6 separate regions of the Mus musculus genome follow, and all the other regions are linked to region 4. Evidence: chromatin contacts called from public Hi-C, HiChIP or PLAC-seq and promoter capture Hi-C data. All regions are on one chromosome and are shown on one strand. Each heading gives the region's core, a stretch centred on a gene start, on an enhancer-like site or on the middle of the called end of the contact. The rest is flanking DNA. Distances are from core to core; before and after follow the strand shown. Region 1 overlaps Alox5 (arachidonate 5-lipoxygenase). Region 2 holds the start of Alox5 (arachidonate 5-lipoxygenase). Region 3 holds the start of Olfr212 (olfactory receptor 212). Region 4 holds the start of Plxnd1 (plexin D1). Region 5 overlaps Zfand4 (zinc finger, AN1-type domain 4). Region 6 holds the start of Tsen2 (tRNA splicing endonuclease subunit 2).

What was found. Promoter capture Hi-C pulls out the DNA fragments that hold promoters and counts their contacts. Hi-C and Micro-C count contacts between places; a contact is called where the count stands out from the background. HiChIP or PLAC-seq counts read pairs in DNA pulled down with a chosen protein or histone mark.
Region 1: a contact with region 4 is called in a Hi-C map of the G1E-ER4 cell line, with 2.7 times the contacts expected there. The contact joins the enhancer-like site here to the promoter of Plxnd1 in region 4. A contact is called at or near these places in 5 of 39 promoter capture datasets (embryonic stem cells, hippocampal neurons, liver and 1 more), 2 of 15 datasets of contacts at CTCF or cohesin (large pre-B cells and pro-B cells), 38 of 484 Hi-C or Micro-C datasets (the AML12 cell line, the Ba/F3 cell line, the C2C12 cell line and 21 more), 2 of 115 datasets of contacts at active chromatin or transcription factors (bone marrow-derived dendritic cells and pancreatic cancer cells) and 1 of 9 other capture datasets (pancreatic islet).
Region 2: an H3K27ac HiChIP or PLAC-seq map of bone marrow-derived dendritic cells shows a contact between it and region 4, with 2.5 times the contacts expected there. The contact joins the promoter of Alox5 here to the promoter of Plxnd1 in region 4. A contact is called at or near these places in 2 of 39 promoter capture datasets (embryonic stem cells and liver), 1 of 484 Hi-C or Micro-C datasets (the G1E-ER4 cell line) and 1 of 115 datasets of contacts at active chromatin or transcription factors (bone marrow-derived dendritic cells).
Region 3: a contact with region 4 is called in a promoter capture Hi-C map of embryonic stem cells, with 2.3 times the contacts expected there. The contact joins the promoter of Olfr212 here to the promoter of Plxnd1 in region 4.
Region 5: a contact with region 4 is called in a promoter capture Hi-C map of pre-B cells, with 2.2 times the contacts expected there. The contact joins the enhancer-like site here to the promoter of Plxnd1 in region 4. A contact is called at or near these places in 2 of 39 promoter capture datasets (liver and pre-B cells), 2 of 484 Hi-C or Micro-C datasets (embryonic stem cells and hematopoietic stem and progenitor cells), 1 of 115 datasets of contacts at active chromatin or transcription factors (pancreatic cancer cells) and 2 of 9 other capture datasets (adipose tissue and liver).
Region 6: a contact with region 4 is called in a FOXA1 HiChIP or PLAC-seq map of pancreatic cancer cells. The contact joins the promoter of Tsen2 here to the promoter of Plxnd1 in region 4. A contact is called at or near these places in 5 of 484 Hi-C or Micro-C datasets (CD4 T cells, CD8 T cells, the G1E-ER4 cell line and 2 more) and 1 of 115 datasets of contacts at active chromatin or transcription factors (pancreatic cancer cells).

The regions. Positions count from the first base shown.
Region 1 is chr6:116,416,191-116,419,813 of GRCm38.p6, forward strand. The region is part of intron 7 of Alox5 (arachidonate 5-lipoxygenase); the gene reads right to left. It overlaps Gm38880 (a long non-coding RNA gene), which reads left to right. Exons shown (of 5, transcript XR_869387.2): 2 at 1-3,623. Among named protein-coding and RNA genes, the nearest start is that of Gm38880, 4.8 kb to the left of the region's middle. Within about 2 kb of position 1,546, at least 34 of the 459 cell types and tissues checked have an H3K27ac peak or open chromatin away from gene starts, as enhancers often do. A contact at or near this core is called in the Ba/F3 cell line, the G1E-ER4 cell line, bone marrow-derived macrophages and 1 more, where this site is marked.
Region 2 is chr6:116,459,137-116,463,036 of GRCm38.p6, forward strand. Alox5 (arachidonate 5-lipoxygenase) reads right to left here and starts at 2,042. Exons shown (of 14, transcript NM_009662.2): 1 at 1,739-2,042. The coding sequence starts at 1,888.
Region 3 is chr6:116,505,143-116,508,912 of GRCm38.p6, forward strand. Olfr212 (olfactory receptor 212) reads left to right here and starts at 1,374. Exons shown (of 2, transcript NM_001011800.2): 1 at 1,374-1,785.
Region 4 is chr6:115,993,185-115,997,201 of GRCm38.p6, forward strand. Plxnd1 (plexin D1) reads right to left here and starts at 1,821. Exons shown (of 36, transcript NM_026376.3): 1 at 305-1,821. The coding sequence starts at 1,621.
Region 5 is chr6:116,284,902-116,288,709 of GRCm38.p6, forward strand. It overlaps Zfand4 (zinc finger, AN1-type domain 4), which reads left to right. Exons shown (of 10, transcript NM_001309446.1): 4 at 953-1,020; 5 at 3,081-3,267. Among named protein-coding and RNA genes, the nearest start is that of Zfand4, 23 kb to the left of the region's middle. Within about 2 kb of position 2,205, at least 115 of the 459 cell types and tissues checked have an H3K27ac peak or open chromatin away from gene starts, as enhancers often do. A contact at or near this core is called in hematopoietic stem and progenitor cells, liver, pancreatic cancer cells and 1 more, where this site is marked.
Region 6 is chr6:115,542,641-115,546,307 of GRCm38.p6, forward strand. It overlaps Tsen2 (tRNA splicing endonuclease subunit 2), which reads left to right and starts at 2,051. Exons shown (of 12, transcript NM_199033.2): 1 at 2,051-2,088. It overlaps Gm36355 (a long non-coding RNA gene), which reads right to left and starts at 2,007. Exons shown (of 7, transcript XR_869382.3): 1 at 1,702-2,007; 2 at 1,477-1,601.

The sequences.
Region 1 (3,623 bases), core at 296-2,795, 420 kb after region 4:
CTGCACCCCCCTAACTAATCTGGAAGATGGTTTTGCGGTTTAAATGTGATGTCCCGGTAGGCTCGTGTGTTTGAACACTTGATCGCTAGCTGGCAGTGCTGTTTTGGAAGATTTGGAACTTTTAGGAGCAGGAGACTTGGGCTTGGAGGTTCCACATACTGGCCCCACTTCCTGTCTATTTGCTTCCTGATTATGAATGGAACCAACCACTTCCTATTTCTACAGCCATGCCTCACCCTCTGCGATGGACTGTATTCCCTTAAACTGAGCACCAAAATAACTCTCCCTTCCTTAAGTTGTTTTCATTAGAGAGGTTATAAGCACCTTTCTGATTTGTCTCTCCATCCAAAGTAGCACTAGCCAATAGAAATATAATGCAAGCAGCACAAATTCAAATTTCTAGGAGGCCACCTTTTTTTAAATTACATTTTTTTTTTTTTAGTCAGCCATATTTTTTAAAAGAAAAAAGAAATACGTAACCCCAGGGTAAAATATTTACCTCACCCACTTTTCTTTTCTTTACTTTTCTTTCTTTCTTTCTTTTTTAATCTTTGAGAATTTTATTTATTTATTTTTTAATTAGGTATTTTCTTCATTTACATTTCAAATGCTATCCCAAAAGTCCCCCAGACCCTCCCCCCACTCCCCCCCCCACTCCCACTTCTTGGCCCTGGCATTCCCCTGTACTGAGGCATATAAAGTTTGCAAGACCAAGGGGCCTCTCTTCCCAATGATGGCCGACTAGGCCGTCTTCTGCTACATATGCAGCTAGAGACACGAGCTCCGGGGGTACTGGTTAGTTCATATTGTTGTTCCACCTATAGGGTTGCAGACCCCTTTAGCTCCTTGCCTCACCCACTTTTCTACAACACAAAACCATTCTGAAATAGTCCTGGCAGGTTTCATTCTTTTACTCTTCTTCTAAGTCTTTGGGTTATGGACACTAAGAATTTACTCCGGGTCTTGGTTTGGATTAAGTGCGTCTCGAGAACACCAGAGCAAGGAGTACTGCGTCCTAAGCTTCCTAAGCCACTGTGCTGTGGGGGAGGTGGCAGGACTACTAGGGAAGCAGCTCTCCCCTACCGCCTGAGGATGAGCAAGGAGGCCAGGGAGACACTCCTGACCCCCACAGTATCCTTCCCACTTGTTCGCTAATGGATTTGTCCTCTACCTTTAGGAGAGAATTTCAGATTCCTTAAGTGATCAGGTTTAAGTCAGAAGTCAGCACATGTGTCCTCAGAGGACAACAGGCTTGCCGTTTCCAGAGGGTCCTAGTGAGCAAGGTTCTCAGAGGACTGCTCCTCACAGTGATCGCTCTGTTTCCATAGCTGTGTGGCCCACAGACAGCCACCCTGTGGCCTGCTTCCTAGAGCACACGGGCCACCTGTCCTACTCAGGTATCCTCAGGCACTGAGTCCAGAGACTTTCTGCTGTGTCGTAAGGTTTGACGTATGTGTCATCACAAAATCCTCACCACAGCCTGACCAACAGTTCTTCCTCATCCTTCCTATTTTGCAAAGAGATAAAGTGTGAGGTTCTGAGTGACTCAGCCTCTCTCCAGGCCACACAGAGGTCTGGATGGAGCTAAGTAGGGATGCTCTGTTGCTTTGCCTGCTGTAACTCCATCACCCTGCAGTTCCTTCCTCTCTGTCTGACCATGCCACACAGGGGCTCCCATGGTGAGCTTTTATACAGAGCATGCCACACCTCCTCCCACCCCTCCAGACTTGTCCTTGTCCCAGCTCTTCTAGAATATGCCCAGGACAACGTGCTTGCATTATTTTAAATGCTTTTGAAGGAGGCCATCTTTTGTTTCTGAGTAGAAAATAATATATGATTATTATTGTAAACTACTCCAGCATTTACAGAAGAGTCCAAGAACTAGTGAGAATGTACCTCTTGTCCAGCCACAAGAGGTCGCTGCTTCCCTAGGTCTTTGCATATGTGTGTATTTGTGTTTACTTTTCATAAACAGAACCTTATTATGAGGAACTTAGACCTATCCTTACTATCTCCAACCTGTTCTGTATGCAGCGTGGTGACCCTGTGTCCTGTGTCTCACCAAGCCAACACCAATGTCTACCCATGTAAAGCATATGGTTTGTGGCATGCTGTGTTCTTGCATTCATTTTTGCATAAATGAGCTGATATCATCCATATTCCATGTTTTGCTTTTCTGCTTTGGTACTAGCCCTGGGAAGGGCCAAGTCAGCTGAGAGCAGATGCAGTCCTCTTTGAAGGTGTACAGTGCTGTAGTGTTTCCTGCTTTGGACACGGTCCCATCCCCTCAACCTCTCCTATGTTCTGTCTGTCTGCAGCCTCACACCCAAGCCAGAACCATGATCTCCATCCTCTAGCATGTTGCTCTGTTGATCCTCAAAAAGGCTGGTTCAGTTCAGTCTTGGCAGAGAACCTCTCAGCACTGCTTTCAATTGTCCTGGCCTTGCCAGCCTCAACACGGAGACCCATGGGCCTTCTTACAGCCCAGCCTAGAATCCATCTGTTACAGCAGCTGTGGGCCCTGTTCAAGGGTTGTCCCAGTAACTGCAGCTACCACTGCCCTGGGGTGCATTAATTCTCCTGGGCAGCTATAGAGAAAGGGTTAACCATGTCCTGTGGCTTGTCCAATGCCTAATTCCTGCTAACAATGGAAAGAGCTGAGATTTGAGCCAGGCCTCTGGCTCTAATAAATACATGTCTGGGACATGCTATTTCAGAACACCTGTCAGTGGTAATCCATCCCTCTCCTGGCATCTTTCAGTGGTGATTTCCCACATCCCCTGTGCCTTCATTTGATGCTTCAGCTTCTTACACATAGAGCTTTCTCTGATAATAGGCTCAGGACTCCTGGAGTGCAGAGGGGTGGGGGTATAGATATGCAGCTAACTGATTTGATTAATTAGTTAAACAAATTGACACTGGGCACCACTCTGTAGCCCAGGCTGTCCTTGAACCGACAGCCTGGGATTATAAACATAAGTTAAACTTCAGGCTTGAGACAGCTGGCTTGAATTTCAGCTCCGTGGCTGGCTAACTATGAGCACCTGTACCTTAGTCTCCTTGCATGGGTAAGATGGTTGAGAGCAGTAAGGTGACAGTTACACAAATGGAGACAGATGCTGTGTGAGACCCAATGATCATAGGCTCCAGGATCCAGAATATTTAGGATGCCAGCGATATACACGCTTCTTTATGTGCCAAGTCCCTCCTCCAGGTCTGAGACAACAGAAGGTATTTTATATCTACAGTCAACACAGAGATGTTTCTGCAGTGACCCATTCGGGAATCATATTGAACAGAACAAAAGCTCTAAACTACTTCTCCTCTGGTTCAGAGGTCTATTTGAAACTAATACAGTTGCTGGAAAATTTAAAATGTGTCACAGTTTTACCGCTTCTTGGTCTTTTGGCCAAGCTCAAGCATAGTGTCTGTTCTTAGGCACTTAACATACAGCAGTTTTCATGATTTCTAAGCTTTCCCAGGCAAAGGCTTTTAGACTGTGTAGACACCAGCATATCACTGATATTATTCCCATTACCCAGTGTCACAGACTTTCCATCCCCATGAGACTGCTCCCGTGGCCCTCCACTGTCCTCGGGGCTGCAAGAATCTACTTGTATGGA
Region 2 (3,900 bases), core at 792-3,291, 470 kb after region 4:
TTGCCTCTGGGGTTCTTGCTAAGGTGTTAAATTAATGTCACCTGAATGACTTTTCAGGTTGGGAGGCAGGACAGAAAGGCAAATGATGAACAGGACAGGCCTCTTACTTCCTGTCCAGTCATTTATGATGGCCACATTGCCATTCTCCTCCTGGAGGAAATGACACATAAGGTGTCCTGTGCTGCACCTAGACTGAACCCACTGATAGCTAGATTTGTGGAGAAGGCCCCCTGTAGTCCATTTATAAAGAGGAAGCATTCTGTCCTCTCTTCCTCCCCCTGTATACTGGGAGAAGCCCCAGTTACTGAAAATAAACACAAGTGCTTTGGAGGTTGCACAGGGTGTCAGCATCCCAAACGGATGCCATGCTTGGTCTTTGGCAGCACCATTCTCTGGCCAGCTCTGGTGAAACTGAGCAAAAGATGCCATTCTGAGGTCAACACCCACGCTTGCTTGTTCAAGCCTGGTTAGAAGCTTGCTAATCAGGGCAAAGTACCAGGTCCCAGGATAGGAATGTAAGCGTCGTGCTTAGAGTTTGGGACCCAGAAAAGGGCTTAACTATCATTTCCTTGGTTTAGGCTGAACAGATCTATCTAGTGGAAGCATATGAAATTGTCATTGTGCTTATCACAAATGGTTAATTCTAAGCAAGTTCATGTGGGTCGACTCAATAGTAAACTAAATGATAAGAAGGCAGCCTGGTAAAATCAAACCTAAGCCTAGTTTAGACCTGGAGGTAGTAGAAGGAAGAGGAACCCCCCACCCCCACCCCAAGGGTCTGCAGCGTGCCTGTCTATTACAGACTCACTTACTGAGCAAGTCTGATGTACTAGGCACTTAGTGGGTCACTGAAAACCATGACCTGCCTGTGTTAAGAGAAAGTCATGGGGCTAGACTTTACACACCAGCAGCATCCAAACGGAATGGCCTCCCACAGTGCCTGTGGGGCTGCCAGACTCCAAAGTCTGTATTAGGAGGGAAGAAAGGAAATCTTTCTTCCTTTTTTCCTTCAGAAGCTAATACTCAGGGAGGAAGTGTCCTCTTGCACGCACCCTGCTGACAGTCTTTCCAAAGGCTGCTCGGGCCAGACCTTCCTTCCTTTACATTCCTCCACTGGGACTGAGTGCAGGAAATGTAGGGTACCTAAGTGTGGGGGGCAATCCCTGGACTCATTCCTAGCCCCCAAATGGGACTGGGCTCCCTCATGACTCATGGGTAAGATTAAACCTAACCAATTTTTAGTTTGGTAAACGAAGGTCCACAGTAGGGATAGAAGAGTGATTATGCCCAAGTTGACTCCCGATCCTGGATCTCTGACTTACCCTGGACTTACACTGTCTACACAAAATGGCTAGCTGTCGAACAGGGCTTTCTATGCTTTGCAGTGGTACTGGACTCTGGGGCACTAGGACCTCAGAACTCCCGAGGTGAAGGGGCCTCTCACAAATTCTGGGTCCTGTTGGTGAAAGTTTGTGCCATCTCTCACATAAGAGGCCAGCCACATCAGTCCCCCACATTGGAAGTCATTTGTCCCTTAAGATACCCGAGTCATCAGGAAGTCTAGGGTGCCTCGCTTGCCCTGGCATGCACCGACTCTGGCGCTGCATCAGATCCCCAGATGCGCTCACATAGGGTCACGAGCGCGCTGGGACAGACAGTTCTCAGGTGCCTGCCTGTCCTGCCCCGCCGCCCTCCCGCTCTTTGCTGCCAGCCGTCGGTCCCAAGCGCGCATTCTCACCGCGCCCCGTTCGAAGTCATTGTAGAATGCCTTGTCCAGCAGATGCTTCTCGCTACAGCCCGCAGAGCCAATGAGGCTGAGGTAGATGTAGTCGTCGGTGCCCGCGAACCACTGGCTGCCGGTGGCCACGGTGACCGTGTAGGAGGGCATGACTCCGGGCAAGTGAGTGCTGCTGGTGTGGGAGCAGGAGCCCGCGAAGCTCGGCGTGGCAGCCCACCAACTTCTTGACCCTGTCACTCGCGGCAGCTCCCTGCCACAGTGGCCAGCAGCGGGCCAGCCTTGCGCTTGGGTCTGGCTCCACCCTGCGACCGGCCCTGCCTTCAGGCGCTGGCTCCGCCCCTGTCTCTGGCCAGTCCCAGGACCCCACCTTCCAACGCATCCTTCTCTCCTGTGGCACTGGAGGGACAGTGATCTCTGATAGGCTGAAGCCCTTGTTCCTCTGCCCCATCTCTACCTAGCTTTTATCCCTCATGCATTTTTGTTTTCATTAGTCAATTAATCCCTTATTTCTTCCATCTTTATGGCTTCTTGCCTGTTTCAGTGTCCCTCACTGTCAGCTCAAGAACTACCTGTGTCCTCATTCAGTTGCAGCACACAGCGTATGCAATAGTTACACTTAGAGCAGGGGGTCTGAAGCCCACAAGGAGAGTACCTGTAGCTCCACGGTGGACCCCAAGGAAACTTGAATGTTGGTTTCTTCACAAAATGAGTAAACCTTCTCTCTCTGGGCAAGGTACTGGGAGGCGCGGGGTGGGAGCAAACTTGGGGGAAATGGTTAGTGGTACTGGGAACCAGCCTTAGAAAGTAGTGGCCCGAGTGGGCGACTCCTAATCTGCACCTGTGGGACTGTCTGGAACTTTAATGGCATGCTTGCTGAGAGCGGACTTGTGATGGGAAAGGAGGTTGTCTTGTCCGGAGATGGCTTAAGGAGTTGGTTAAGACTGAGAGTCTTAGGGAAGAGTGGGATGCTCTTCAGTGAGAGCCTACCTGTGCATTTTGGGTAAAGGTAGAAAAGAAACCTTAAGGAGAGTGATTGCTGGAAGGTGAGGAGGGCTATCCCACTGTGCTCAGAAAAGCATAACATTGTTGCCATAGAGAGAAGGGAAAGCAGCTGGTCACTAGAAGGTAGGCGGTCAATGCACCCTCCTTAATTTACAGTGGAACAATGGGCAGCATTAATTTGTCTGTAATAAACTGTGCTACTACTTCTTGGTTATTTTTTTCCATTCTGCTTTTCCTGCCCTCCAGTTGATTGGATGGGGCTCACCTAGCAAGTGAGACAATGTATAACAATTAAATCTACAAAATCCTTCGATAATACCCTGCTCATGTTGGATGGAATGACTACATTCCATACATTGGTCATGCCACAGTCTAAGTGAGCTCTCTTCTGAAATTTTGAATCTTCTAATTTCCACAGATCCTTGGCACATTCCCTTCCCTTCTGGGTGGTTTCTCCTGCCTTCCTTCTGTACCTCTAGATCTTGTGCAAACTCCTTCCCAGATGTTGTTTCTTCTGTGAATCTGTTTGCCTCTCTTTGACTGCTACCCTATCACCGCTGCTCACACTTACTGTCACATTGTCATCTGTCCCAAGGGGATCTGCTCTGTCGTCATTTCTCCCATCATATTATGAGCTGCTTGGGGGCTGGGATTGTGTTTTGCTCATATCCTAGTTCAGCACACTGTGAGGTACAGAGAAGCTGGACACAGGCCTTAGTTATTGTTAGTCCTCTGTTATTGGGGAACCTGTAACTTGCCAGGAAAGCAGGTGTTTGTGGTTGGAAAAGCAGAAGGGAAGGGAAGAGAGAGGACCAGCCCTTACTTCCCCTTGCTGGTGGCATGATTACCTGACTCATGCAGCGGCGTGTCTGTGAGAGCCCTGGACCCTCTGCAGTCCAGTGCAATGGCAACAGGATGAACCTGCCCCTTCTCCCTTCAGCCGGACAAAGCAGACCTGGCTTCTGCTGGCCAAGGAAGTGACTGAAAACGTATCTGAGTAGTCACTTTCCTCTACAGGTGTGGACCACACCTAATTTTAGACAGCTTAAAAAAAAATACAGAGAATCACAGTCAGACATTCCGCAGAAAGTGAGAGACCTTGGGACATTCAACCCAAAATGCAATGTCTCCCTCAAATCCCTAACCCCAGAGACCATGGA
Region 3 (3,770 bases), core at 124-2,623, 510 kb after region 4:
GCAATAGGTCAATTATTGATATTCTGTAATAACCAATTTAATTGCTGTTTTGAACATGGAACAGACACTTAGTCAGGTTCTTAAGACACAATTTTGTTACAGGTTTTCCAAAATACACGAATATATCTTACAATTCTTTATTAGCACCACAGTAGTTTTAATAGGATGTTAAAACTGTGCTTTGAGGTGAGCGCCACCACAGCCTTGCCTGCCTCTGGCCTTTCTCTTAGGTGGAAGAGGCTGAAGGCAGCCCAGTCTGTTGTAGGCCAGAAAACCCAAGTGAGGGCGGCAGAGCACCCCAAGTCTTAGCGGGGAGAATACGGCTACCCCCAGTGGGGACAGGTGGAGGCTCATGGGGGCAATGGCAAGCGGGGCCCTCCCCTGAGTTCGCTACAAAGCCGCCTGCTTTCTGGCTGCTCAGGGAAAGCTGTGTGCCTCAAGGCCCTGCCCCGCAGCAGCCAGCAGCTGGCTGGCTCCACGTGGGCCAACGGTTGGCCCGGAGGAGAAGAAAAATGACTTTACAATAATGTTTTCTCTTGCCAAAGAATTGCTGTGGGCACAGCTAATATTTAATTACCATTGATTATAATTAATAACAATTATAAAAGAGTTCTTTATTTTCTGCAAAGCCTTCTGTATTATAACTAAAACCCTAAGTATTAAGAAGCTATTGCCTCAGAATCTTTTCTGGAGCAAAAGCTACTCCCCAGAATTTAAAAGCTCCTTGTGTGAGAGCAAGGATTTAAAGTAAACTTCTTTTTGAGAGGCATTAGCTAATAAAATACTTTCCACTTAGAAAACAATATACACTGAAAGATTCAAACTCTTAGCTTCTTGTATAGAAGCAGAAACAATAAAAATTCTTCTTACATAATGTAGAGCTATATTAGCCATACCTAGAGGCAAAATTTTCCAGTGATTACCAGTTCACTAGAAGCAAACCCTTTAGAATTATTGAGATGCAAAGGAAAAAAACAAACCTTTAAACCTATAATAACTTTACATGAAGTAGGCAAGACAGATTGTAATGCCTTTACAGTCTGATTGACCTTTTATAAACTTTAAATTAGAACTTTAATTAGAACAACATCTGGGGAGGAAGCCAGCGCGGCGGGGCTGTGGGCGGAGGTCTGCCGGGCACACTGACCGGCAGGGTGGTGGCCCGAGGAAGGTGGGTGTAGGAGGCTACAGCGCTCTCCACTGGAAGCCCAGGCCATGGCTGGGCTTAGTGGAAGCCCAGCCTGAGACTTAGTGGTCAAAGCCTGGAGCACATCCTTGGCCCCGGAGCCTTCTGCAATACGCTGTGGCGCATTCTCCTTGGGGCTCTGTGACGTCTTTAAACGGCACCTGCTGCAGGGCCTCGGGCAGCGTTTGTAGCGTCTAGTGTGGGCTAGCTGCTTTTGGGTTGCCTGAGGGTCATGGCAGTTTTATTCTAAATATGCTATCGTTAACCAAATGGAGTACAGTATACTTTTTCTCCAGATTCAGTCGAGCATATCAATGAAATCAATATAAATGTTTTCCCAAGATTTCCGCTCACTAAAGCCTTGCTTTTTTTTTTCTTTTCTGGCTCGGTCACTCCAATTGTTAACTACAATACTTGATGGAGTACAAGGTTAAGGTTGTTAGAGTTAGGGATAGATGCCTGAACCACTCGGCTGGTGTTTTCTTTGCCACTGGTGGCCGCTACGCCTAGGCGGAGCCAGGAATTCAGGCTGCATTCTGAAATTCTGAAACGCCATAAATGGGATTTTAAAAGACTCAAAATGGAAGTTTGAACAGAAGGTGAGGTTATTTTGATTTTTTGTTTTTGTTTCCGGAAAAGAGATGTTAAATAACCTCTGTTAAATAGCAATAATGAATGAATAAATGCAATCCCATTTTGAAAAAAAAAAAATAACAACATCTGGATAGATCTGCAACAGTGTTCTTTCAGCTAAAAGAAAATTCCTCTGGAGGCAAGGAGAGGCAAGTTTCAAGAACTTCCCCAGGCACAACGTTTGCAAGACAAAAGAAAGTCACACAAGGCCCGCAGAGGCTGCTCTGAGCTTTGTTCCTCTTGTCTTGAGGACAGATTTTAGAAATTTTAAGTTTCTTTTGCAATATTAGACCATAATTACAACTTTGGGAAAGCAAAACCCAATTTCAAAACAATTTATTACCTTAAAATAAATGCTAGAGACATTACTATCATGTTACTAAGTTTGGCTGCCAATTTATACCTATGAATGCATGACAGTGCAAATTTTAATGCTTCATTAAATGCTTTAAATCTTATCTTTAAGTCTACCTTTTAGGATAAGAATCACATTAAATATTATCTCAACTAGAAGTATCCCTAAGAGGCCTAGTTTTTTGTCCTGCTTTTGCCACGTGTTTGAAAGACTCCTGAGTTGCCAATTTAAGGCTAACCTTCTGTTACCAATATAACAATTATTTAATCCTAACCAATAACTTATGAGCTGATACTCTTGTGAAGACACGCAGAGCACATTACCAGTAAAAAACCAAGTGAAGTGGCCACACTTAGACCATTAAGAGAATTTTAATTTTTCTAGCTATAATTATAAAATAAAAAGCACTTTGTCATTAGCTAAATGCAATAATCATGACTGCAGAGAATTTTCTTAGGAAAAAACCATCTATCAGCTTTTTTGCCCCAAAACCAAGAGGCTGCAGACTCCCGTAAAAAAAAAGTTTTTCCAGCAGGAGCCCTCCTGCTGTGCCTGATCCTGGCTAAAGCATGTGGCCACACTCTTGCTAAACCAGCAGATAAAGTTTTAGCCATCTTTATATTCCAACATGAAACACAGAACATTCAGTCATTCAGACGACTAGACACGAACACACATGAATTGAGCACGTGAACAGACCAGTGCACCAGACATTAGATGTTAGACAACACAAAGAGAGCAGAGAACTTCTGCTGTAAGGGATAGAGAGGAAAAGGCAGAGCATCCCCCAACATTTCTCTCTGCCTCTGTGAGAGTTTCAAAATCCATTTTCCTCTATATATTTTATTATTACAAACCATGTTTCTGCTGCCTGATGCAGCTCTCATCTGCGGACATCTGCCTGATTATTTAATCCAAACCCTTTTATTTCTCTCACCTAAAAAAGTTTCTGAAAGCTGCGGCTGCCTGCCTGCTGCGTTCCTAGATCCTGAAATCACTGCTGAACCTGAGCGAATCCAGTGCGGGTCAGCCGCTGTTCCATCTCAGACCATACCGCACCTTAGCACCTTTTGCCCGTAGCTTCTCTGTGCTCCGATACGAATTTTCTAATTCTTTCCTATCTGTGGAGCTCCATACCAGCAAGCAGTGTTTCTTCCAGCGTCTTCTACCATTCGCAGGTCCCGCATTGGTACGCCAAATTGTTGGGGCCGGCCTGCGGCTCTCATGCCCTGTTTTGAACCTGGGAGGCAAAGAGAAGAGGGAACCTAGGCGGGCTGAGAAATGATGGAACCAAGACATGCTAGTCTGTTCAAGGTTGGCCAGTTTACTAAGAGAATGTGGTTATAAGGGGGAATGCCCACCCCCCACCAGTCCATTCTTGGTGTCTGGAGCCAGCCTGTTGACAATGTGCAGAATAAAATGTTTCTCTGGAATATCTCAGGGGCTTCTCAGCAGGTAGCAGTGTCTTGGAGAGAGCAGTGGCAGGTGACACAACAAAAGAGCCATCTAGGTCAGAAGGCTCCACCGTAGGTAATCTCCTTCTTAGTGGCAGCAAGGTCAAAGTCTGGATCAGCCTGTTTCAGGACTGAGGAAGGC
Region 4 (4,017 bases), core at 571-3,070:
ACACATCTGCCAGGGTGCAGAGGTATGTCCTAAGGGCACCTGCACTCTCCCTAAACACTCTCCTGGTGTCACTCCCCTCTCTCAGTTCAGCACACACCTGTGGCCCCCACCTGCAGAGCTGATTTGTAGGTGCGCTGTCTTCGGGGAACACCTGGGTACCTTGACAACCTAGACCTCCCCACTTAGGTGTGCGCACCTGTGACCCAGTACGCTCCCGGGCCAGCACCGCTGGCAGTAACCAATCCTCTGGGATATCTGCGTGCATACTGTATCCCCGCACACGCCCCTCAGGTCTATGGCTTACCTGTATGTTGCGCTTGCTCTCGCAGGCCGGCCCGGTGCCCTGCACCACACTGTCCAACACCGCCACCACGTCGGGCGCCGGCTCCACGAAGCAGGCGGTGCGCGCTGCACGAATGGCAGCCTGCACGTCGTCGAAGCGGAAGGCGCAAAGCGCGGCCGGGGCGTTGCGGGCACCTGGGGCGCCCTGGGGCCTCTCGAAGACAGCGAAGAACTGCTCGCGCGCGGGGAAAACCGACACGAGGCGGCTGTAGAGGTCGCCGCGGCCCGCGCCGCCCGCGCACTGCAAGCCCAGTTGGATGTAGGACTCGGTGAGCTTCTTGGCGTCGCCACCCGCGCCGCGGGGCAGGCAGATGCGCGCCAGCAGGCTGCGCGCCTGGCTGTCCTTGTCGCCCGCACGCGCCTCGCTGTTGAGCGCCAGGTACGCGTAGGGCTGCGCGCTGTGCGGTGGCACCGCCGGGTGCAAGAAGGCACGCACGAAGCCCAGCTTGTGCTGCTCCTTGGCGCCCTGCTTGATCTTCAGGATGTTATCGTCCGACGGGTTAAGGTCGAAGGTGAAGAGCTTGGCCAAGTCTCCACGCGCGTCCAGGGAGCGGATAGCGATCTCGGGCGTGTTCTCGAAGCGGTGGTCTTCTAGGCTACGGTTGCGCGGGAAGAAAGCGCTGCCGAAGCCGGTGTACGTGGCGCCCACGAGCAGACGGCTGCCCCCGGTGCCCGAGGTAGGCGGCAGCACCAGTCCCACAGTGGACGCGTTGGGGTGGTTGGCGGCCACGTTGAGCATGCTGGGGAACACGGTGACCGGTTCTGCGGTCGGCGCGGCAGGCGGAAAGCTCACGGCCAGGGCTGAGATGTTGCCCCGGCGCCTCAGCTGGCACAGACCCTGGTAGATGGAGCCGCACGCGACCACCAGACCCTGGCCCGGGTCCAACTGCAGGATTTTGTTGTAGTTGTCCGTGAGGCGCCGCGGGTGCTCGCACGAGGCCTGCGGGAGCTGCGGGGCGTGACACAGCGGGCTGTCCGGCACGGGACCCACGGTCGCCTCGGCTTCCAGGCTCAAGTTGGCACTCGACAGTTGGTACAGGCGGTTCACTGCCGCCAAGTACACGGTGCCCGCCGTGCCGTCCAGGGCGAAGTTGTTGGTGGGCGTGGGCGAGGGGAAACGGCGCTGGATCTCTAGGGCGCCGGCCCGTGCCGCCCCGAGCAGCAGCAGCAGAGGCAGCGGCAGCAGACCAGGGCCCCGCGAGTGAGGGCGCGGACGCAAGGGGACGGCCGCGGCGGCCCGGGCGCTAGGGGGTGCGCCGCCCGCGGCGCGACGAGCCATCCAGGCGAGCGCGGGCTGCGCGGCGCGGCGAGTGCATGGGGCGCGGCGCGGCCGGGAGCCGGGAGCTCGGAGGCGGCGAGAGGCGGGGGGGGGGCCCGGGCCGCGAGGCGCTTCCTGCCCGCGCCTGCCGCCCCCGGCCCCGGCGCCCCGGCCCGACTCTGGCGAGGCGCTCAGCCCGGGGGCGGCTCCGTGGAGACCACGCCCACAGCCCATCTCCCCGCCCCAGCAGCTTGGCCCACGCCCTTTCGCCCCGGGCCACGCCCCCGGCCACGCCTCTGGGCCACGCCCCGCGGTCCGAGGTCACTGGTGGCCGATACCCGGGCAGTCGCAAGTTGCCTGCCTCTTTCCTGGTTCCTGGCCAGCTCCTGGAATGTCTTCCTCTCGCTTGTTTGTTATCCTTCCTCTCTTTCTCCTCGCTCTAGTACCTTCTCTGTTCTGTTTCTGGGCTCCCGTTTGCCTTCCACCGCCTCTCAGAGTTTCGCTCTTTCAATCTCTCGGACTCCCCTACTCCGATCCTGTCAACTCCGCCCCGTGTCTCTCCCGCGTCACTCCCTCTCCCTCATCTGCGTTTCCTTTTTTTTTTTTTTCTTTCTGTTCCCGCTGCTCTCCCTCTCTACTCTTTTCCTCTCCTTGCCCCTAAAGCCCTCCATTTCCCCTCAACCGCCTGCCCCTTCTGGCCACAGTCCCCCTCCCCGCCCCCCCCGCCCCCCCCCCCCCCCGCTCACACCCCCTATGTTCTCCAAGCCTCACTCTAAAGACCAGCCAGACCAGGGACATCAGGCCCCTGGCTAACCTATGGTCTGTTCCCCGAACTGCTCTGTAAAAGGAGTTTGCAAGCAGCAGGCTCCGGGGACAAACTTGACAATCCCACAGCAAAAGTAGGAAACTGTGTTGAGAGGAAGTTCATTCCTCTTGCAAGGGCAGGCTGGGCTGAGCAGAACACCAGACACAGGGCCTTACTTTCTGGATAGAGCCAAACCCCGCAGACCCCCAGGACCTTGCCCTTAGGCCAAGGTTCTGAGAAACCTAAAGTCATTCCACATATGAGCTGGCACTGGGCACCGGACTCCTTTGACCTTCAAAGGAACAGGTAGGCCCTGGGATAAAGGCAAGGAGTCATTTTCCTAAGGTCATAGAAACCCAGGTGATCCTCTCCATAGCATGGGAGTGCCCACATAGGACCACACCAAATGCTAACCTCCTTACAAAGACTCAACCCACTTTCCGTGCATGGAAACTGAGGCCCCAGAAGTAAAGCCCAAAATACACCGCTAAGGGGGAAGGTGGGACACAGACCCATTGTTTGAAGCCACAGTTCCAGCTACAAGTTCTCAGTCAGGGTCTCCTAGCAGCTTGCAGCTGTCACTTGAGGCCTAGTGGCCCTCTCTCAGAGGGTGACCTTGCTCCCACCAGATAGGAAGGAAGGATGGGGAGGGGCTTTCCCTGTGCCTGAAGGGTCAGCAGCAAGGGCTCAGAGCCCAGCCATCCCCATTTCCCTGGCCCCCACCCCAACCTTCCTGTCCCTGTGCCTGCCTGCCGGCTTGCCTGCCATGTTCCAGCCCATTCATGGCCTTGGCTTTGATGGTCAGGAGTGTTCCTTGGCAGGAAATTGGAGACTTATGTCCTGCCTCCACCCCCAACTGAGCACCCAGGGGACTTGCCTCTACCTCTGTTTGGGGAAGGCCCGAGTCATGCTCTCCCTGTGAGCCACAGGCCCTCCACTCCACTGGACAGCCCCAGCACAGATTATAGGCTTGTCTTCCTCTGCCCTCCCTCTCTGTCTCTCTCCCTCTCTCTACCCTCTGTCTTCACACAGTATCTCTGGTCTCATTCTCCATCCTCTCCCCACCCCCTCCTTGCTTCCTTCCTGTCCCTCTCTTGCTTTCTTGCCGCATCCTGCAGCTCCCCCCACTGAGCCTCGAGGATAATGCTTTATGACATCTCGGTTTAGCTGGCCAGATGGATTGTTTTGTGTATTGTGGACAAACTTCCTGCTAAGCTGGTAGATTTCTGCCATCACCCCACCTTCAGCGTTTGGGACCTGAATTCTAGGGTCTGAATATATTCACATAAACTGAAGTAGGAATTATAGTGTGGCCTCCAGCAAGGTGCTTGCCCTCTCTGAGCCTGTTTCCTGTGGACCATATAATAGCACACTACTGCTAGGTTGAGTCATGGCCCCACAGCCCCTGCTAAAGTCGGGAGGAAGGGCAGGAGGAGGCAATAGATCATGGCTCCTGCCTGTTTTATGTCTTGAATCCCATAGTAGTTAATGGGTTATCTGGGGGTAAACACCACCCACAGTTCTGCCACCACTATCTCACAACCTTCTTTGCACCAGAAGACAAAACAGGGGTCACTGAGCCCATTTCACAGACGGAGAAACTGAGGCATCA
Region 5 (3,808 bases), core at 955-3,454, 290 kb after region 4:
GACGCCACATGGCTGACTTCTTCATGCCTCTGCAGAACAGCTCTCTGATCCCAGGTGTCATTGTGAATTCTCACTTCTAGCTGTATTGCCTCAGTACCATCTTTGTTCCTGATCTATGTTCTCTGATATTCGTAGTTCACCTTTTAGGTTTATACCACACTGTTGGCCCTGCCTCCTCGCTTGACTGTATTCACTTCTCGTCTTCTTTGCTTTTTTCTTTGACTGTTGACCCACTCTCACCTGGCCCAGTTTCTTTTCTTTCCGTTTCACAAGTTTTGGGCATGGGAGAGTTGCTGGCCACTGAGACTTTATTCATTAGGACCCATTTCTCTCTTTATAAAGTGACACTGTGTATACTAGAGGTTCCAAATGTGCTTTCTGACTTTTGACCTTTCTCTTTCCTGTCATGTAATTTATTACTCTCAAGACAAAGGAATTAGGAGGTGAGAGGTGTCATTAAACTGGAAAAGCACTAGGACTTGGGAGAGTTGCTGGATTTTCTGTGTTATTTTTATTTTGCTGAATGCATTTTCTGTTTCCTGGTTCTTTGGGTTTAGATTAAGCTTTTTCTCTCTCTTGGTCCTCCTTTTTGTATTTTTGAGACAGAGTTTCTATGTGTAGCTCTAGCTGCCCTGGAACTTGCTCTGTAGACCAGGCTGGCCTTGAACTCAGAGATCTACCTGCCTCTGCCTCTGGAGCCTGGGATCAAAGGCATGTGCCACCATCTCCTGACTGGGCCCCACTCTTTACAAAGCTTATGAGAATTTATAAATTTTCTGTAATTCATTTGGGTAAATATAATAGTATCTTCCATTTACTCATATTGCTGTATCTTTTTTCATATTTTAGGGAATATATAATAGCAGTAATAAACTAGTACATAATTAGTGGTTCACTTGACACTGAATGTTATTTGATGATTGTAGTTTATTTTTGTGCTAATTATTCACAGCATTTCAGAAGGTTGTACCTTGAAGCTGGTATTGGCTATGCGTGGTGGACCGATAAGTACTAGAAAAGGTAGGCATACATTAAAGCAATCCAATGATCACTCTTAAGTAACTTGGTACTATTCTTCAGGGATTAGTGGCTAAGCGTTCAAACATAAGAGCTCATAGGGGCTGTTCCTATGGAAGCCACCACAAGATTTCAATCCAACTCACTGGCATGCTCACTGGACCCAAGTCAGCTTTGTCATCTGCACTCCACCACATAGAGCCATGCTCACAACAGTCCTACTTTGTGACCCTCGTTTTTAGAAGGTTTTCAGAGTGTTTTGATCCTCCACAAACTAGAAAACTGGAGGTTGAGTACAGATTCCATTGCTGGCTTATTCCCACATGTCAGATTATATCCCCATACTTCATAATTTTGGTTAAGATTGGATTATTAAAATGTTAAGGCTTTGCCTCAAAATATCAAGTAAAACAGCACAAGAAAAAAAACCTTCCCTTTCTAAAATTATATTCTAAACTATATTGCTTTTAGATGACAAACTCCCAGTGAGTGTTCAGTTATACAGAGTTGTGCACACACAGACAACCTCAGCACCCACCTCCTGGCGTACGGCACCCTGTGCTGGTTTAGGAATGGCTTCAGTGGCCGAGGTAATAATTACCTCTTAGTGATGTAATATGGGAACTGGGACCTTACATTTTGAAAATGGTTCTGGATACTGTGCCATTTGCCTGTCATCTCGGCCATATCTGAGGTAGGAGGATTGAAAGTTACAAATAAGCTTGGGCCACATAGGTGTCTCAGAGAAGGCAGAAAGCTCTATGGATAATATCATTTTAAGGTTTATACATTTTTTCTGAATGTGAAAGAACAAATCAAAATGTTATGTTTCAAAATTAGTGATGTTAATTTCACACTATGGCATCTTTGATACTTTGACCTTATTGCTTTCAGAGTTTATTATTTTTCTATTAGTGTTTCTCTTTATTTCACTTTTCTTTCTGGTGCTGGTAGGTGAACCTTGAGCCTGTGCACATCAGGGGAGTGTACTCTGCAGCTCATTGGCATCCACTGTTGGGGCCACCACTTAGGGCACTGCGCACAGTGTTCCAGCTTTGTTAATGAGTAATGAAAGTCAGACAGCTTGGAAACTTGAGGACAACTGGCTATCACTGGGCTACCAGTTGTGAAGAGTGTCATGACTCCAGTAGGTCTGTGTGAGTCTCCTATGCTCTGATTGGACACACACACCCTGACTAAGACGCTGAGTCATGAGAGGAGCCTTTCAGGAAACACCTGCTGCTCCTTGATGCAGTACAGTTTAGCACACCAGTGGCCTTCCTTATGCTTTCTTGTGGCCTTTAACTGCTTCAAGGAACAGCTGTAGAAAGAATCCATTCTTAAAGCGGAAAGAGAGTTCCTTTGCTGTTGTTGCTTTATGTTGTTGTTTTCTTTTGCTGGTAAAGACTAAACCCAGGACCTTGGGCATGCTGGATACTCACTCTCCTAATGAGTCTTGTCTCTAACTCTCTCTTGCCTCTAATTGCTTGAATGTATCTCCCAATTGTGTATGTGTGTGTGTGAGTGTGCTATGTGGCGTGTATTCTGTCTTTCTCTTGATTATTTTATAATCTAAAGTAAGTGGGATTTATAATACATTTAAGTGATTGATCGTTTGAACCAGTATTTAAAAGCAGAGAAGGCTGAAGGGATTTAGCTAAAATAACAATAGATAAATCTATCAATTGTCTTTGTACAGGAATATAAGTGACCTCATGTTTTTATTTAAGCATGTTTTTAGGCATGCAGCATAAAAATGCATTTTTTTGTTTCATATTAATACAAAGCAAGCCATGAATTTGAGCAGATTTAGGAGAGACACAGTAAGGATTGGAGGGAAGGGGGAAGGAGGGGAAATATGAAAATGCAGTACTCATTAAGTTCTTTAAAAACTAATAAGGGATGCTATATAAAATATAAAACGTCAGGAGCCTGTTTGGAGTGTATCGTCTTATCACATGCACAGTGTGTCTGCATGCATTCAGCATCTATATCCTGTTGCTGTAGCAAGATGCAGAAATGTGCTGAGTTGAAAGCCTGTTGATGAATCTTTCTATTTGTAGTTCCTGTGGAAGACCCACTCAGGGAGCTTGCTGAGTACATGGATTCCAGTCGAGATGAGGTCTGGGAAAAGACCTCCTGCAACAAACAAGTTACGTTTTTGGTATACCGGGAAGGAGATCAGCTGAATTTCTTCCGTGTGGTAGATAGAGGGGATGGCACTTTAACCCCACTGTCTGAGTCTTTAAGGTAAATAGGCTTCATTTGCGTGCTTCACTTAGAAAAGGAGAATACATAACACACTTCAGAAGCCTGTGTGTGCTCCTTGGGTTGTTGAAGTAGCTGTAGTGTGTTTATAAGACCAAGTAAGTTTCATGTACCCTCACCCTCTTCCCTGATAAGTAATTATGAATTTATCCTTCATATGACTGGTACTTAAAAAATAATTTATAAATTTGAATTTTCTTACACAGTAATTTTTTTTATAAAAATAGTTTGTTTCCATTCATTTGTGACAATATTGTTTTGTGAGAATAGTATATTATTACATAACCCTGACATAGCAGAAAGGATTAATCCTGAGGTTGGTATTATTTTAAACTCTGCTACTTAAAGATGGGTAAATCTCTTTTCTTCCTTTTTTTGTTACTGCTAAGAGGAAATAAATTGTATATTACTTGTAAGACCAGAAGGAAAACACTACTGATTGCTTAGGTAGGCAGTGGGAAATGAAGGAGTTGGGGCAAGAGAATCTCTTAAGTGTCTGTACATTTCAACATACTGTGAGCCC
Region 6 (3,667 bases), core at 801-3,300, 450 kb before region 4:
TGTGAGCCACAAAGTAGGTTCTGCAAATTGAGCACAGGTTCTCTGGTAAAGTGCCCAGTGCTCTTTAACCCCTTACCCCTGAGCCACCTCTATAGCCCCTCTCATAGGTGGTGGTTTTTTATTTGGTTGGTTGGTTGGTTTTTTTCTTGCTTGGTTGGTTTTTTTGTTTCTGTTTTTGTTCTTTTGAGACAGGGTTTCTCTGTGTAGCCCTGGCTGTTCTGGAACTCACTCTGTAGACTAGGCTGGCCTCGAACTCAGAAATCCGCCTGCCTCTGCCTGGGATTAAAGGCGTGTGAGAACAAGGCTCTGCTTCATGATGTTCTTTTAAGAGATAAGCAAGGGTCTTAGTATACTGCCCAGCCTTGAACTCCCAGCCTCAAAAGATGCTAGCTTCTCAGCTACCATAGTAACTGTGACTATAAATACATACCACCATGTGTGGGTAGGAATTATCTTCAAATAGTCCAATAAGGAGGTTGAGATATGAAGAATATGAAAGAAACAAGATAGCAAAAGTTGGAAATGTGAGAAACATTTTTATGTTTTGTTTTGTTTTGTTTTTATGGACCCCAGGACCTCTGCATGATAGGCAATTGCTCTACAACTAATTCACACCCCAACCTAGGGAAGGGGAGGGTGGGGAGGAAGAAAGGGAGGAAGGGAAGGAAGGAGGGAGGAAGGGGAGGCGGATTTCACTATATAGTCTAGGCTGATCTGGAACTTGCTATGTAGACCAGACTGGTCTTCGATTCATAGAGATCTGGCTGCTTCTTACCAAATGCTAGGATTAAAGGCACTCACCACCACACCTGACAGAAACTTTACCTGCCTGTCTGCATTCTTTGTTTTACATTTTGTTGTTATCTTTTGTGTATTCTTAAACAGTTTCATACAGTGTATCTTGACTACAGCCACCCCCAGCTCTCCCCTCCCATCCCTCTACTTGCCCACACATCCCTTCATCCCTTCCTATCTTCATTCCCTTTGCCCTTTATCTTTTTGGTCATCCATCAAATACAGTCAGTACTGCCGGCTAGAAGGTTAACTGATCTTTCAGGCTTGATCTTGACCACGCCTTATGTAGGTACCCAAGTCTGCTGTGAGTCCGTGAATGCCTTGGGCTCTGTCATGTTCAGAAGACAGCACTCTCCCATCCTCTGGCTCTTGCCTCCTTTCTGCATCACCCTCCTTTTCCATGTTTCCTCAGCCTCGGGCAGGCAAGGGTTAATATAGATACCCCATTTAAAGCTGAGCTCTCAGCAGTCACTTGCCAGCATTTTGACCAGTACTGAGCCTGTGTAGTCACCACAGCCCTCTGCAGAGAGGAGCTTCTCTGGCCAGGGGCGAAGGTAACACTAAGCTGTGGGTATAACCAAAAAAATTGGAAGTAGCTGGGCCTCTTCATTTAACAAGATACTAGTCAGTTTCTCCTCAGGGCCTTTGACTTCCTGAGACTTTAGATCAGGTTTACAATACCAGGCATGAGTTCCCTCCGTCGAACAGCCTCAGAGTCAATCAGTAATGTGGGTTTGCCTCTGTAACCTTCGCACCATTATTGCTCCAGTGGGCACATCTTCCCTGGTAGCATTCAGGGTTCACTGCTGAAAAAAATCTCATATCACACTGAGGTCAAGGGCAGCCTTTTGGGGCAGGTTGCTTCATATCTCATCTCTAAAAAATGGACCTTGTGTTAGAACTTACAGGCAGTGAGCACTGGCAATGCAAAGGCAGGTGTCCCTCCATGAGTTCAAGGCCAATCTGGGCTACAAAGTGAGTTCCAGGCAAACCAAGGCTATACAGTGAGACCTATGTAATCTCAAAAGGAAAACAAACAAACAAACAAACAAACCTTGGGGGTTGCTGTGAGAATTAAGGCGGGATATATTACCCCTTAGCCTTCCTCATTAGACTTAGCCGGGGGATGGGGCGGAATGTATCGTCAGCGGTACAGTGCGCAGGCGTGCTGTGCTAGGACACAGCCAGTCCCTTTTGCGGCTGCGTGCAACTGGTTTTGCGGCCGCACTGCTTGACGGCTGCAGCGCCGCCCCCCGGTTGCCGGGTAACGGTGGGCGCGCGTGGCGGCGAAAGGTAAGACTGAGTAGTCCTGTTTCTCGCGTTCTGTGTCCAGCGTGCGAGCGACTTCAGGCGGGAGCGGGGTGGGAGCTGTGGCTGTCACTCAAGCGCGCATGGGCACAGCGTCCCGAGGGCTGCGGAGCGCTTCGCTCTCGCTGACAGATGCCATCTGCCCCAGCCCCAAGCTGGTCTGCCTTGGCCCTCAGCCCTGCACCTCGGCCCAGGAGCTGTGCAGTGGGGGACACAGATGAAAGTGTGTTTGCAAATGATGAGGAGCCCACGAGGGGCTGAGGATGGGACTCGGTTGGCAGCCTGTTGTCTACTCCTAGCACCGCATCCAACCAAGCTGCTGCCCGCCTGTAATCCCAACTTCCAGAGATGGAAGCGAGAGCATCAAGCTGGTTTTAAGTTTCCTCAGCTACATATCACGTTTGGAGCCAGCCTGGGCTACGTGTGGCCTCATCTCAAAATAATAAATAAATAAATAAATAAATAAATAAATAAATAAATAAAATACATGCTAAGAGACCATGAGTAAGTTTGCCATAAGAGAGGCTTCTTTGACCCCTGATCCAAGAGTGTTGGAAAGTGATATGGACCCACCTTTTACTGTATGCTTTGTGCTTGGATTGACGGTAGAAGCATATAGAGCGGGGTTGGGCTGACCATTGGGTGTCATGGTTCGTGCTTTTAGCTGTAGTACATGGGAGGCTGGGGCAGAAAGATCATAGTTTAAAGCTAGCCAAAGCTGCATAACAAGGCCACGTGTCAGCAAAACCGAAATTTTTAAATGAATATTAGGCTAGCAGATTAAGAGAAGAATGAAGGACAGGCCTTGCTTTTGATGGACAGAAATATGCTTTGTGGTGCTCTGGTGACAGGCATGAGCAGGTTTCTCCTTAACAGTCTTTGCAGATACATTCACACACACACACACACACACACACACACACACACACACACGCTGCAAGCCATTCTTCTCACTTGTACAATGGGAATAAGAATGTGGCTGGGCAGCCGGGCGATAGTGGTGCACGCCTTTAATCCCAGCACTTGGGAGGCAGAGGCAGGCGGATTTCTGAGTTTGAGGCCAGCCTGGTCTACAGAGTGAGTTCCAGGACAGCCAGGGCTACACAGAAAAACCCTGTCTCGAAAAAACAAAAAAGCAAACAAACAAAAAAAAGAATGTGGCTGGGCTGGGACTGTGGCTCCTTTGATAGAGAGTTTTCTTTGAATGATCCAGGCCCTGAGTTCAATTCCCAGCACTAGGAAAAGAAGCAACTAAAAGCCTTTATATCCAGTCCTCCAGACCACCGTCCTGGTCTGGTCTACCCTATACATATGTACCTGGCTGTATGTATCTGCTTTATGACATGTAACGTTCGAGTACTTTGTTCCCCAGGGAGCCAGAAGAGGCTTTCTGATCCCCTGCAGCTAGAGTTGCAGGTGGGCATAAGCCACCATGTGCATGCTGGGAATTGAACCTGGGTCTTTCTTCTGGATGAGTACCTACCAAGCCTCTCTCCATCCCCGTGCGTGGTTATCTTTGACACGCACTTGTCCATTGTTCTAACTTCCTTGGTCCATCTTTCCT